Regions from separate parts of the Mus musculus genome. Here regions 1 and 3 are each linked to region 2. Evidence: chromatin contacts called from public Hi-C and promoter capture Hi-C data. All regions are on one chromosome and are shown on one strand. Each heading gives the region's core, a stretch centred on a gene start, on an enhancer-like site or on the middle of the called end of the contact. The rest is flanking DNA. Distances are from core to core; before and after follow the strand shown.

Evidence for each region. Promoter capture Hi-C pulls out the DNA fragments that hold promoters and counts their contacts. Hi-C and Micro-C count contacts between places; a contact is called where the count stands out from the background.
Region 1: a contact with region 2 is called in a Hi-C map of the N1E-115 cell line, with 11 times the contacts expected there. The contact joins the enhancer-like site here to the promoter of Syn2 in region 2. A contact is called at or near these places in 2 of 39 promoter capture datasets (hippocampal neurons and stem cell-derived epiblast-like cells), 7 of 484 Hi-C or Micro-C datasets (the HL-1 cell line, the N1E-115 cell line, cerebellar granule neurons and 3 more) and 2 of 115 datasets of contacts at active chromatin or transcription factors (astrocytes and embryonic stem cells).
Region 3: a contact with region 2 is called in a promoter capture Hi-C map of embryonic stem cells, with 4 times the contacts expected there. The contact joins the promoter of Pparg here to the promoter of Syn2 in region 2. A contact is called at or near these places in 16 of 39 promoter capture datasets (the 3T3-L1 cell line, 3T3-L1-derived adipocytes, the HPC-7 cell line and 9 more) and 3 of 484 Hi-C or Micro-C datasets (the N1E-115 cell line and embryonic stem cells).

The regions. Positions count from the first base shown.
Region 1 is chr6:115,266,959-115,271,410 of GRCm38.p6, reverse strand. All of the region lies in intron 10 of Syn2 (synapsin II), which reads right to left. Among named protein-coding and RNA genes, the nearest start is that of Timp4, 17 kb to the right of the region's middle. Within about 2 kb of position 2,455, at least 34 of the 459 cell types and tissues checked have an H3K27ac peak or open chromatin away from gene starts, as enhancers often do. A contact at or near this core is called in the HL-1 cell line, the N1E-115 cell line, cerebellum and 1 more, where this site is marked.
Region 2 is chr6:115,132,660-115,136,735 of GRCm38.p6, reverse strand. Syn2 (synapsin II) reads right to left here and starts at 1,834. Exons shown (of 13, transcript NM_001111015.1): 1 at 1,276-1,834. The coding sequence starts at 1,655. It overlaps Gm17733 (predicted gene, 17733), which reads left to right and starts at 1,901. Exons shown (of 2, transcript NR_132436.1): 1 at 1,901-2,121.
Region 3 is chr6:115,360,879-115,364,826 of GRCm38.p6, reverse strand. Pparg (peroxisome proliferator activated receptor gamma) reads right to left here and starts at 2,478. Exons shown (of 8, transcript NM_001308354.1): 1 at 2,410-2,478.

The sequences.
Region 1 (4,452 bases), core at 1,206-3,705, 130 kb before region 2:
CAGGCAGATGAGTTCTGCTGGCTCCTTCGTCTCTAGGCTTCCACTAATTCTTTGTGCATTTGAGTTCTTTGGATGACAGAGGTAAGAGATAGCAGTGCAGTCTTGAGGCAAGAAAAGCCCCAGGGCTGCTGGGCCTGAACAGAGATATCCCGAAGGCATAGGGTTTGAGGGACTCCTCGGTGAGGAGAGCAAGCTGCCGCCCATAGAGGTTTGGTAGGCTAATTAATATCCTGCTCTGCTGGGTCTGTGGGGCTTTAGCAATCAAAGGGGCTGGGGGGCAGAAGAGATGAATGTCCCATGAAGCAGCTGGTGAAGTGACAGGTCAAGCATCTGGCTATCAATGGAGGAGAGCAAGTTTCCTCATACGGCACCACGAGTGCCCAGGTTTCCCTTTCTTTCCTTCCCCCTCACAGGCATACCAAAAAGCCCCGGTGCATGGTATTACACAGACCCTTCTGAGCTGGGGGTCAGATGGTCCAGCTCTTCTTAGCAGCCAGGTGACTCTGGATAGGTCATCTTCATTGTCTTTCCTGATATGTCAACACATAAAGAATTACAACCTCCATATCTCACATAAGAGTTTTGAGGCTTAAAAACATCAAATGAGCTTTATAAACTATAAAGTCCTAGCCAGTGAATAATATATGGTAACGCCATTGTTTTTGTTTAAATAAGAGTAAATCTACAGTGTGAGAACTACATGTATCAATGGAAAAGATATTGCTAACTAGTTTCCTGTCATCTTGTGCACACGGAGGGTAGTTCTTGTGTGGGGGATTTGGGGTTGGGTTAGACCATGCCTTCTCTCTATACATCACTGCCTTAGTTTGGGCAAGATCCACTCAATTGCAGATCACTGGCCTGAGAGAGAAACGTAGCCCATGAGGATCTATGGGGGTTTTGCTGAAGGTACATCTAATTTCCCACCCTGTGGCTTTTGTTAGACAGACTGGCAGAGGAGCTCCTATCTAAGTGAGGCCCCAACAGGATGGAAAGCTGAGGAAGGAAAGACATTGAGTGACTCAACTTTTGAGAATTGTTGGCTTAACACCAGCTGCCCCCACCAGGAGGAAGGCCTGTGCTTGCTCAGCATATCTGAGACAGGAAATTGGGAAAGGGTCCCAGGGTCTGGCCCCAGGAAAGGGGCCAGGCCAAGCTCCTTGCTGGCCACGCCACAGAACTATTCTGATCAGCTCCCCCAGGCCTTGCTTCCCCGGTCCAGTACTCCAGGGAGAATGAAGCAGCAGGAAGGAATGTGGTCAGGAGGTTGTAGAGCAAAGGGGACAGTATGTTTTCAGCACCTTGAGACCTTTCAGTTGCCACTGCCCCTTTCCTTCCTCTGCAAGGGTATAAAAGGTATCCAGGAATGAGATGATGCCCCTTCCTTCCCAGGGGAATTACTCTTGGGCAAAGACCACTGCCTGGATAGTGGCCCTTCCATAACCTGAGGACACCAGAAATGGTCCGTGGGGGCCACAAGTCCTATGGGGGCTCTGAGGATCAGGTCACCCTAGGTCAGAATGTCAGTTTTGAGTGATTAAAGATGTCCATGAAAGTAAAGACAATCCCAAAATAACTGGTTTCTCTTAATAGTTCGTTAAGGGATCTAGTCACTGGTGGCTTTATCTGAACCTGCCCCCAATCTCCTGGAGTTCTCAGCTTCTACTCACTGGGGAACACGTTCTCTCAAGCCGGGCCTGCTGTGGGAAGCAGGAAGGCCTTGGTTTGTCCTAACTTTACCTCTTAGAACAAGTGAAACAGTCCTGATATGGGATTGAAGGGATGGTTGTGCCTCTCCCTAATCGTCCAGCCCTGGAGGCTGTTCTCAGAGTGAAGAGATCCCCTCTCATCTTGGTCTCCTTGTACAAGTTCACAGAAAAATTTATCATATATGTATGAGTGTTTGCCTACATATATGTATGGGTGCCGTGTGCATGCTTGGGGCCCACAGAAGTTAGAGAAAAGTATCTTTAATCCTTGCAGATAGCTGTGAGCTAGGAACTAGAGGGGGCCCTCTGCCAGAGCAGCCAGTGCTCCTAAGCACTGAGCCATTGCTCCAACACCTCCCACCCCAGTCCTTTTATTCTAAGTTTTTCCCACTACCTCTCCCAGGTCTGGTGGTTACACTCAGCCTGGAGCACAGTACTCTAGTTCTGGAAGGTTCTGAGAGCTACTTGCCTCATCAGCCCCCACCCATCCTGTCACCACCTCCCCACCCAGTAAGTAGCTTATCCTGCTGAAATCTGAACATTAATGTGACAGTCACATGGTCCCGAGCAGCAGTTGCTGCTCTCAGTATCGGCGAGTTGATTCCTTAATACAAGGTCAAAGCCTGTCTTCCAGCAGATTTGCCTCTGGGACCATTTCTAATCCGTGACGGCATCAGAAAGCTAAAGACATTGAGTCATAGCCTTCTGGAAACAGCTGGTAGTCAACTGAAGCTCCTTTAGCTTATGTTGTTTGGTCTGAGACAGAGGTCCATGTATACTAAGCTAACATCAAATCTGCTGTATAGTGAAGGATGACCCAGAGCTTTTGATTCATATATCTCCACCGAAAGAAGGCTGAGATTACAAGGGAGCCACCACACCTGGCTTATGCCTATGCTGGAGACTGATCCCAAGGCACGCACGCTTGAGTCGTGGTATACAAGTACTCTGCCAGCTGAACTACATCCTCTGTTGCCACAGCTCTCTTACTTTTGTCCATAAAGTAGATGAGCCACAAGCCCCAACATCCTGGCCTCTCCTCTCAGTTGGAATCCATCCTGTTATATTACCACCCTTGGACTAGAAGCAACATTCAGTGTGTTTTCTGATCAGTTCAGGCAGTGAGAGAGAGAGAGCGAGCTTCACTTTTTCCCAGATGCACATCAATGCAGGTCAATGCTTCCCAAGGCCTGGTCTTAAACTTGGTCTCTATGGACCTCATCCACAAGCCAAACAGGGAGCTGGTAAAATATATAACAATGGGGTGCCAGAGAAAGACCAGGACCAGATTCACTGAATCAGCACCTGAAATTCTGGCCACCTGAAGGTGGGAGTCTAGGAAGCAGCTCCAGCTCTCCGCAGCCCCAGCTTCAGGCCTGTCTCAGATCCTGGTGATTCATCTCACACTTCTCAGGGGTTTCTCAATTGTCAAGCTGTTCTTGACATAGTCAGTGGTCCTGGGTACTAGGTTTTTCCTAAGCCCTAGAGATGGAAGCAGTAAGCAAGTTTCTACTCTAAATGACTGAGTATGTTTGGGGGATGGGACAGCAGGGGTACCAGGCAAAAGGCTAAGTATGAACCACAGAGGCTCTGCAATCATTGGCCACAAGGTGTCACTGCCACCCTGAGAACAGCATACCACTGTAGAGGTTTCATTGCATGGGACAGCCTGGAGGTTAATATTCCAGCCAGGCTGAGACCTAGTCATTGACAGCCAAATGGAGCTTTGTTGTTGACCGCTCGCTCTGCTTTTGGTGATGTGGTCAATGCCTCCCTGACTCTTGGGAGGATGCACAGTGGTTAGCTAGCTTATGTTTTCCAAGTCACAGTTCTGTCCTGGTCCTCTTCTATATTACTGGGCAAAGAGCAAATCATGGGGCTATGTGATTCAAGCTGTAAGTTCTTTCTCATTCAGCCTGTGGTTGCATGGTCACAAATGAAGCTAACAAGAGTGGCTTGGGTGAGGAGTGGCATACATGACACATGCAGGGGTTTGGCAGGAGATGTGACATGTAGGCTGGGACCCAGGCAATGATTCTTGATTTATAGCTCTTCTGTTTGCATGCTACCAAGGGTCCCTTAGGATCCTGACATTAATCCCAAATAGGATGAGAGGGCCATCAAAGGTGCTGATTACAAATGGGGACACATCATCAGTCATGTTCTGTGTCACCTACAGGGGCAGAGGTAGCATAAGAAAAGCAAGTTAGGATAGGAATTCAGTAACAGGTCATTATAAATGACAAAGGTAAACTATTCCTAAATGCAGAGGTATTAAAATTAGATTTATATTTGTTATTGTAGTTTACCTTTTCTACAGACAACAGAGTGCAACTTGGGCAAACTGCTCTCAACCACCTTTTTTAGAGCACCTGTGATGTTCAGTCATGTGCTGCATAACAATATTTAGGTCAATGATTGGCCACATATATGCTGGTGGGCTCATGAAATCACATCGCCTAGTGATGGCCTCTTAGTTTGTCTAGGCCTGCACTGTACTGATGAAGTCACATGAGATCCCACCTGGAGAGCCCTGTGTGACTATAGTCAGTGGCTGCTAGATTCTGGATGCTTTCTAAGCCCTTTAGATGAAATGATGAGCAGATTCCTGTTTACAAAGAGCTTGCATCCTGGCAGGAGTGAAGAACAAACAAAGAGGGAAGAACAATCTCTCCTGATAGAAAGTAGAAAACCACAACTCCAGGAGGAGAGGCAGCAGCTGCTGAGCAGGCGGCATCTTTGG
Region 2 (4,076 bases), core at 585-3,084:
AACACCTAAGGCTCTGGCCTTTTCATGGTTCCATACCCACCAGTCAGCCCACCATCCACCATCGCTTAAGTCAGCGTCCTACTGCATCAAAGGAACCACTCTGAAGCTCTTAATTAGTCTTCAGTGGACCTCATTCATGTGTTTCTCAACTAAACCTAACACCTTCCCCAATCATCCCCATTCCCTATAGCTCTTTTTAAAAGAAGAAAAAGAAAAGAAAGAAAGAAAAGAAAAGCATTCTTGAAGTTTCCCCTTTACTGCATTAAGGCCAATCATTTTATTTGTGCCCTTTAACAATATGTAATGTTTTTACTTAGGTCTTCATCATCCAGCTGAAAAAGCCACCATCGTTTACACACAAACACAGGAGCACGCATGCTCGCATGCACGCACGCACGCGCACACACACACACACACACACACACACACACACACGCACACACACACACGGAGGGAGGGAAGGAGGGAGGGAGGGAGGGAGGGAGGGAGGGAGAGAAGGGAAGAGAGAGAACAAAATTTTTAAAACATATATCCCCTCCCTGTTGCATATATATAATAATCTCATTATTTTTAAACAGATGTCAATCACACTCTGAGACACCTGTGATCTAACCCACCTTGATATCAATACAGGTACAGGTTTAAAACAAAACAAACAAACAATAACAACAACAAAAACACCTATCCAACTTAAATACTAATATCCACTCCCAACTCATTCCAAACCTTGCAGACTAGAATCTTTTTTGGTGTCCTTTATTTTGATGGCCATCTGGGTCCATTTTCACCTTAGCTTGTATGCGTCTAAACTGTTAAGCCTGCCCCCCCCCCACCATAAGTATTTGTGTTTTGTTTTTGTTTTTTATTAGTTCTTTGAGGATGTTGTACAACCTGTTTTGATCATCTTCACCCTCCCTCCCCCAGCTCTTTCCAGATCCATCCCTCCTTCTCTTCCTTCCCAACTTTGTGGTGTCCCCACCACCACTGTCACAGCCAATATGTGCTGCCCAAATATTCTTGGCTGTGTGGCCTTCCTTTAGAGCGTGGTCGACTTATCACTATTTTTAAGCTCCATTGGTGCTTAATGAAGTAGCTTGCTCTGCCACCGGCCTGGAGGCCACCGAGTCCTTTACCTTAGGACCCATGTCTCTGGGAGGTCAACGCCTGCCCTCGCCCCTCCCACACACAGACACCTGCTCGTCCCCGGTGCTCTCCCGGGTGACCTCGAGGGTCCATCTTCACACCCTGCCCCCGGCGGACCCCGCAGGGGCCTACCAGTCGGTGTGCGGCTCGTCGACCACCAGCAGCACCTTGGCCTTCCTGGAAGCGGCCGAAGGTGCGGGCGCGTCCACCAGGCCGGCGGAGGCGGCCGTCTGCTTCACCGCTTGCGACAGCGAGCTGAAGAAGCTGCTGCCCACCGACGGCGTCGGCGCGGGCTGCGGCGCCGGCTGCGGCGCGGGTGCCTGGGCGGGTGGCGGCCTGCGCTCGGGACCGGGCGAGGCAGCTGAGGTGGCCGCCGACGCCGTAGCGGCACCGGGGCCAGGGGCAGGAGGGGGCTGCTGCGGCTCCGGGCGCTGAAGGTCAGTCATGTAGCCATTGGGCAGGTTGGCGATGAAGCTGCTGTCCGACAGCCGGCGCCTCAGGAAGTTCATCATCTGGCTTGAGGGGCTGAGGGCGCTCGAGGCGGCGGGCCAAGCGGCGCGGGGAGGACGGCGCGGGGACACCGAAGGTGGTCCGCGTCTCCGGGAGCCCAGCAGACAGCCGCGGCGCTCTGGGTCTGGGGAGCGAGCCTGTTAGCGAGGGAGCAGTGGGCGGTGCCGAGGGCGTGACTACTTCTGTCTCCGCCCCTCTCCGCAGAGCCTGCTCCGCCCCCGCCTACTCGCGCGTCCCCCGCCTTTTCAGGCTCTGGCGCAAAGAGAAGGGAGAGTGTCCCCTCCCGCCACCTGAGCGTGACTGTGTGGGAACCAGGAGCTCTCGCAGTGTGGAGGGAAGGAAAGCCGAGAGTCTCCCACCATCATCACCTTCGTGGTTTCAAGAGGAGAGTCGTGTCCCAGTTCCAGACGAAGACACCATCCTAATACCATCTAGTTAGAAGAGAGGTGTCAGCTTCCCTACCCTGAGGTGAGAGAAAAGAGCTACACCTGCCCCTCCACCCGCTCTGGCGTGTGTGTGCGCGCGCACACACACCCAGGACCACCATTCAGTGAGCAAAGCGAAGCATTTCCTTTCCTGAAGCTCAGGAAAATGATGCCAAAGTCCCCAACTTTCAGATGAGAAGGAATGGACTAATCTGTTGCTGCTAATGCGCACCTTGTATGCTGAGACCTGAATGAATGAATGGATGGATGGATGGATGAATGAATGAATGAATGAATGAATGAATAAAAGCTGCCTACCCGTGCTGAATGGGAAAAACCTCTCCCTGACCCAAAAGGTGGGAGTCCAGACCACAATGAAGTAGAGGGCTACCTCACCCTCCTTGAGGAAGAAGGAACCTAAGCAGACCCTCTCCACACTGCCCTGGAGGACATTAGGAGGCAATTTCTGTGCCCCACTTAATAGTGCACAATTCTCTCCCTGACCAGAGAGAGAGAGAGCACGCGCGCGCGCAAGAGAGCCCGAGAAGACTGAAAATGTCTTTTCAGGATCCCTCAGACAGATAGCCAAGGCTACCCCCTCAATTTGCTTCCCTGACATACATTGTTCCCCAGTGTTGTAGGGCGACCTAGTCCCCTAACTGACCATCTCCATGAAGGTTTATCTGACTACCAACTTCTCTGTGCACTCTCTAAATTTTGTGTGCTCTTTGAACCTTTGTTTTGATCTGTCTTCAGGTATATTAGTCCCCTACATTTGTATCTGGACAAAATGTAGCAGATGTACTTGACAGGCAGACCACCTGGAGTGATGCACGACTTTGGGCAAATTACTCCCTTGAACCTTTTTCTTCCACAGCTAATAAAAACAGATAGCACTTTTCAAAGCTGCTGGAGTAAATGAGAACATGTAGGTAAAGCGTCTGGTACGCAGTAGATAAGCCAGTAGTGGGGCCTAAGTCCTTATTCTTATTTCTCAGTAGTATTAGCTAGTCTGAATGGAATCAGTGAGGGTCTTGACACTAATGTTAGCAGGGTGTTCCTGTTTTGTATATCCCAGTTGGTTCTCAGGTCTAAGCCAATAGCATCAGAGAGGCCTGCAGCCAATTGTGAAAATAACCAATAAAATTAGAAAGCAACCCTTGTCTCAGGTAAACTCACAACTAAGAGCTAAGGACTCATAACTAGAGACAACAATTACCCACAATGAGATGTGAGAAATTCTGTAAATCAGTTGGATAAGGTGGTTTAGGAGCAACAAAGGCACAGGATTCATTCACCGCTGAGGCTCAGGAAAGGCTGCTCAGAGGAAGTAATGTTTAAGATGGGTCTTGAGACGTGTGGTAAAAGTTAACAGAACTGGTGAGAAGGCTCTGTAGTTTGGAACACTTGTTACTCCTCCAGAAGAGCCAAGTTTGGTTCCCAACACCCAGGTCAAGTGACCTATGATGACCTGTAACCACAGCTCCAGGGAATATGGCACCCTCATCTGGCCTGCAAGGGCACCCACACACACATGTCAGAACACTTACACAGATACACTATCTTAGTTACTGTTCTGTTGCTGTGAAGAGACACCATGACCAAGACAACTTATCAAAGAAAGCGTCTGATTGGGGGCTTGCTTAGTTTCAGAGGATTAGTCCATTATCATCATGGCTGAAATCATGGCTAGTGGCAGGCAGGTGGACATGGAACTGAGAGAGACAGAGACAGAGACTGGGCTAGCATGGACTTTTGAAACCTCAAAGTCCACTCCCAGTGTCACCTCCTCCAACAAGGCCTTTTAGTCCTTTTCAAACAGTTCCACTAACTGGGGCCTGAGCTTTCAAACATATGGGCCAATGAGAGCCATTCTCATTCAAACTACTACTACTACTACTACTACTACTACTACTACTACTACTACTACTACACCACACACACACACACAAGTAGAAAAAAAAAATCTTTTTTTTTTTTTGAGTATGTACCCATAGA
Region 3 (3,948 bases), core at 1,229-3,728, 230 kb before region 2:
TATTATCTTAACATGAACCGTACATTTCGCCAAAGTATGGCCTATTGTGTTTGAGATCTCCTTATAAATGCAGTTGTGCTGGATAATTTATTAAATTTAATATATATAATTTAAAATAGATAATGTATAACTCTCAAAAACCTCCCCCTGTATTGTGAGAAAATTACAAGAAATGAACAAAAACCACCTTAGGGGAAAAAAAATTAATTTTTTTTTTAAAAAACCTCATATGCTATGAAACTAACTAATATATAGTATTTGAGGCTCCCTTGGTATTGAGACCAACATTTAACTGGCCTTGCTTTTTTTTTGGTCAACTTAATTCTGTTTCTAGTGACCTTTGTAAGCAATCATGCCGCTGCCCTTTTTGCTGTATTTAGGCGTTAAGAAAGTGAAGTTAAGTAATGGATAACAGGGAAATTTGCCACAAAAATAAGAAAAACAAGAAAGAAATTCACTTTGACAATTTGTGGGTTGTGCATATGTTTAAAATTACATACTATTGACTTAAATCAAATTGTCTTGACTAGTGTAGTATTTTTTTAAATCTTCTACCAATATTTACTTAGTGGAATCCTATGAAAGCAAAAAAAAAAATTCTTCCAGTATTTTTGCCTCACTTTATGACACAGAGAATATTTCCAAGTCCACATGACAATAAATTTAGCAGAAAGACACAAATTAGAATGGCCAACATGTCTTGCCATACGCACCGGGCACCTACAGACCCTGTGAAAGCTGTGAAAATATTCAGACTTTTGGGTAAATTATTTTAACAAAATTTTTATGTAAGTTTCCTTCTATTAGCAACCACTTCATAATTTGAAAAGTAAGTTAAATACATTGCTGATCCTTATACATGTTTTCACAGTGCCTTTACATATTCCCCACACAGAAGGATCTTGACAAGACTGATGGAATATTCTTTTCAGAGACTTAAAAGTAAAAAAAATCATTTATTTAAATATGTAAAACTTACTAACTGAAATCAGTCACTTGCATAATCCATTTCTACGTCAAAAATTTAAAGTCATGCTTTTCATATATGAATTTTAAATGTCATAGGGATTTTGAAACTAAAGATATGATTTTTTTTAAAGTGTAATTTGCCCTTTTCTGTTAAAGTGATTCTGAAAGATGTAGTGACATGAATGTTAGGAAAACCAGCTCCTTTAAAGGAAATATACTTAATTATTAAAAAATAGTTATCACAAAAAATATCAAAGTAGTCTTAAGTATTGATGTGTATAATGTTTCCAGGTCTTTTAGTTCTAATGTGTTTAGAAGAACTTATAATCTTTGAAATATAAAAGACCGAGGAAACAGCATCAAAAAACTCTTCGGCCTAGAGGCATCAAGAACTTCAGACTTCACCGGCGCCATTGTTCTTCAACAGTTTGAAGAGTTTGAAACTTTTACATATGAAAAAGATTTTTTTCCTTAAAAAGAAAACTGTCAACAATCTTTTCCCTTCTAGTGAGCTGCAAAAGCGTGAGGTGACCACCAGTTGCTCCTTAGATCTTCTCACTGAAGATATAGTTCTCAGCAAATTAAATATGAAGTAGCACTGGAGTGAGCAAATTTACACAAAACACACAGTAAAATAAAAATCGAGGGCTTTATAATATGTTTCACTCCAACTAAGGCATGACACTGAGTTAAAATGTTCATATATTAAAATTAATATTTCGGACATTTACTTTAGAGCAAATGTGGTTGAAGATAAGACAACAGAGAACTTATTTTAAAGTTGAAACCCAATCTTCTGAAATGCTGCTCCAAATGCTCGTAGTATCTATGAGTGCTTCTGTCAAACTTGCAAGAGAACTATCTCTTTGAGTAGTCATAGCGTATATCCGTTCCTACCCTAGCCAGGTTTTAAATCACAGAGCACCTGGAGTTAGTTACATTTTTAGTCAGCAATTGATCACTTAGCTATGGACGACAGGAAGACTCCCACAGAGCACCTGATATCTTTGGAAGACCTGCCCAAGTCCAAGACTAAGTTATTCATTTAATAACTCCAGTTAACAATTTGCTTCGTGCATGATAATAAAGAGTTGACATTACAATAATGAACTCCAAATCAAGAGGCTTTCCAACTGTTAGCTATCCTACAACTTGGTTCATCTGGTTTTGTTTTCAAATGATCATTTAATTTTACATTTTTGTCCTTCATCCTGCTAAAAAGGGACACCTTTTAGCCTCTTCCTCACAGAAAACTTAACTTTTCTTTTTTCCCTTCTGAAATAAATGGCACGACCTCCCCCCTATTAGCATCAGAAGCAAAGCAGATTCTTAACAGTACAAGAACACAGCCAGACCATCCTGATGTGTAAGAACTTGGGGGCAGTTTGGCCACTTCACTACACACACCAACAAAAACGTGATGACGATGGGGCCACTCACCTACTCAATGGGAGTTAAGAAGAATTTAGCGCTGCAGCCTTCAGATCCCCAGCAGAGGTCCAGGCCCCTTCTTGACCTCCTCGCGTCCCTTATATAAAAGCAGCCCAGGCTACTCCCAGTTTCTGCCTCCTCACCTTAGGCTCCTCCCCAATCCCAAGCCATAAAGCACCGGGAGCCACACACCCACCTTCCGCCCCCAGCACGAGGGCTGCCTACTCCCGTGAGCCGGGCCCTGTGCTCGCCCCCTGCTTAGATTGAAGAGGGGCACTGGCGGGGCGGGGCCTTGGCGACAGTGACCCCGCTTTCCTCACACCTGGTGAGCCCCGGGCAGGGGGCCGTGGGCCAAATCGCCTCCGTGATCACGGGCGCATCCTCCTCCCCACCCTCCGACCCCTAGAGCCTCAGGGCGACCGGTGGCTGCTGGCGAGCCCCTCTCTAAATCTGTCACCAGGATCCGCACAATGCGGTCCCCAACGCGGTAGTTCTGGAGACCTGGCTTTCCTGTCAGGGTCTGGAACAGGGGCAACCCTGTTCCGCGCTCACACACATGCCTGCCTGCGCACCCTCTCAGGGAAGCACTGTGGCCCTCCGCACCGTGCCGGTGCCCCTCACGAGGACAGTCACCCTGTCAGTCACACTCGGCTCTCCAGGAGGGTGACCGGTCCTCAGCCGAGACCCCTCACTCTGTCCCTGAGTCCGCGACCCCGCCCCGCTATCACTCTCTCGCTCTTCTCTTGTGTGACTTCTCCTCAGCCCGCGCGATCCCCTCAGACCCAGACTCTGTCACCTTGTCTGTCACATTCGGTCCTGTCAAGAGTTTGCCTTCTCCTCAGCCGGGGTCCCTTGAGTCAAGATTCTGTCACTTGGTCACTCTCCGTCCTGTCGGAGTGTGGCTTTCCAGCCCGTATCCCCTCTAGTCGAGACAGGGTTAGGCTGTCAGTTACGCAGCCCTGTCAGAATGTGACTTCTCATCCCGAGTCCCCTCAGCGGAGACCCAGTCACCTAGCCAGTCAGATCCAGACCCCACAAGCCGAGACCCCCCCTCACCTTGTCTGTCACACAGTCCTGTCAGAACGTGACTTCTCAGCCCGCGTCCCCTCAACCGAGACCCCGTCAGGCTGTTGGTCTCACAGGCTCCTGTCAGAGTGTGACTTCTCCTCAGCCCGTCCCCTCAGCCCGGTCACCTTGTCGTCACACTCGGTCCCCTCAGGCTGCGCGCGACCCAATACCCCAGCGCAGCGCCCCAGGTCTCTTCTTCCGCGTCCCTCCGGCGGGCCGCGTGGCCCGGGGCGACTCTGACCTGAGGCGGCGGCTTGGCGGGTGCTGTGCGTCGGTGAGGCCGACCCGACCCGAGCGCCCCAGGCGGCTGCCGCTCTGAGTGCGACGGGCCCCGCCTGGCCGGCCGCGGACCGGAGGAGCCGAGCCGAGCCACCCGGCCGGACCGGGGGCGGTGCCCAGGGTGAGGCCGGAGGCCCCGCGCCCGCACCCGGAGGCCGGCGCCCACGAGGCCCGCGTGGCCCTCCCGCGCCCGGCGCCGTG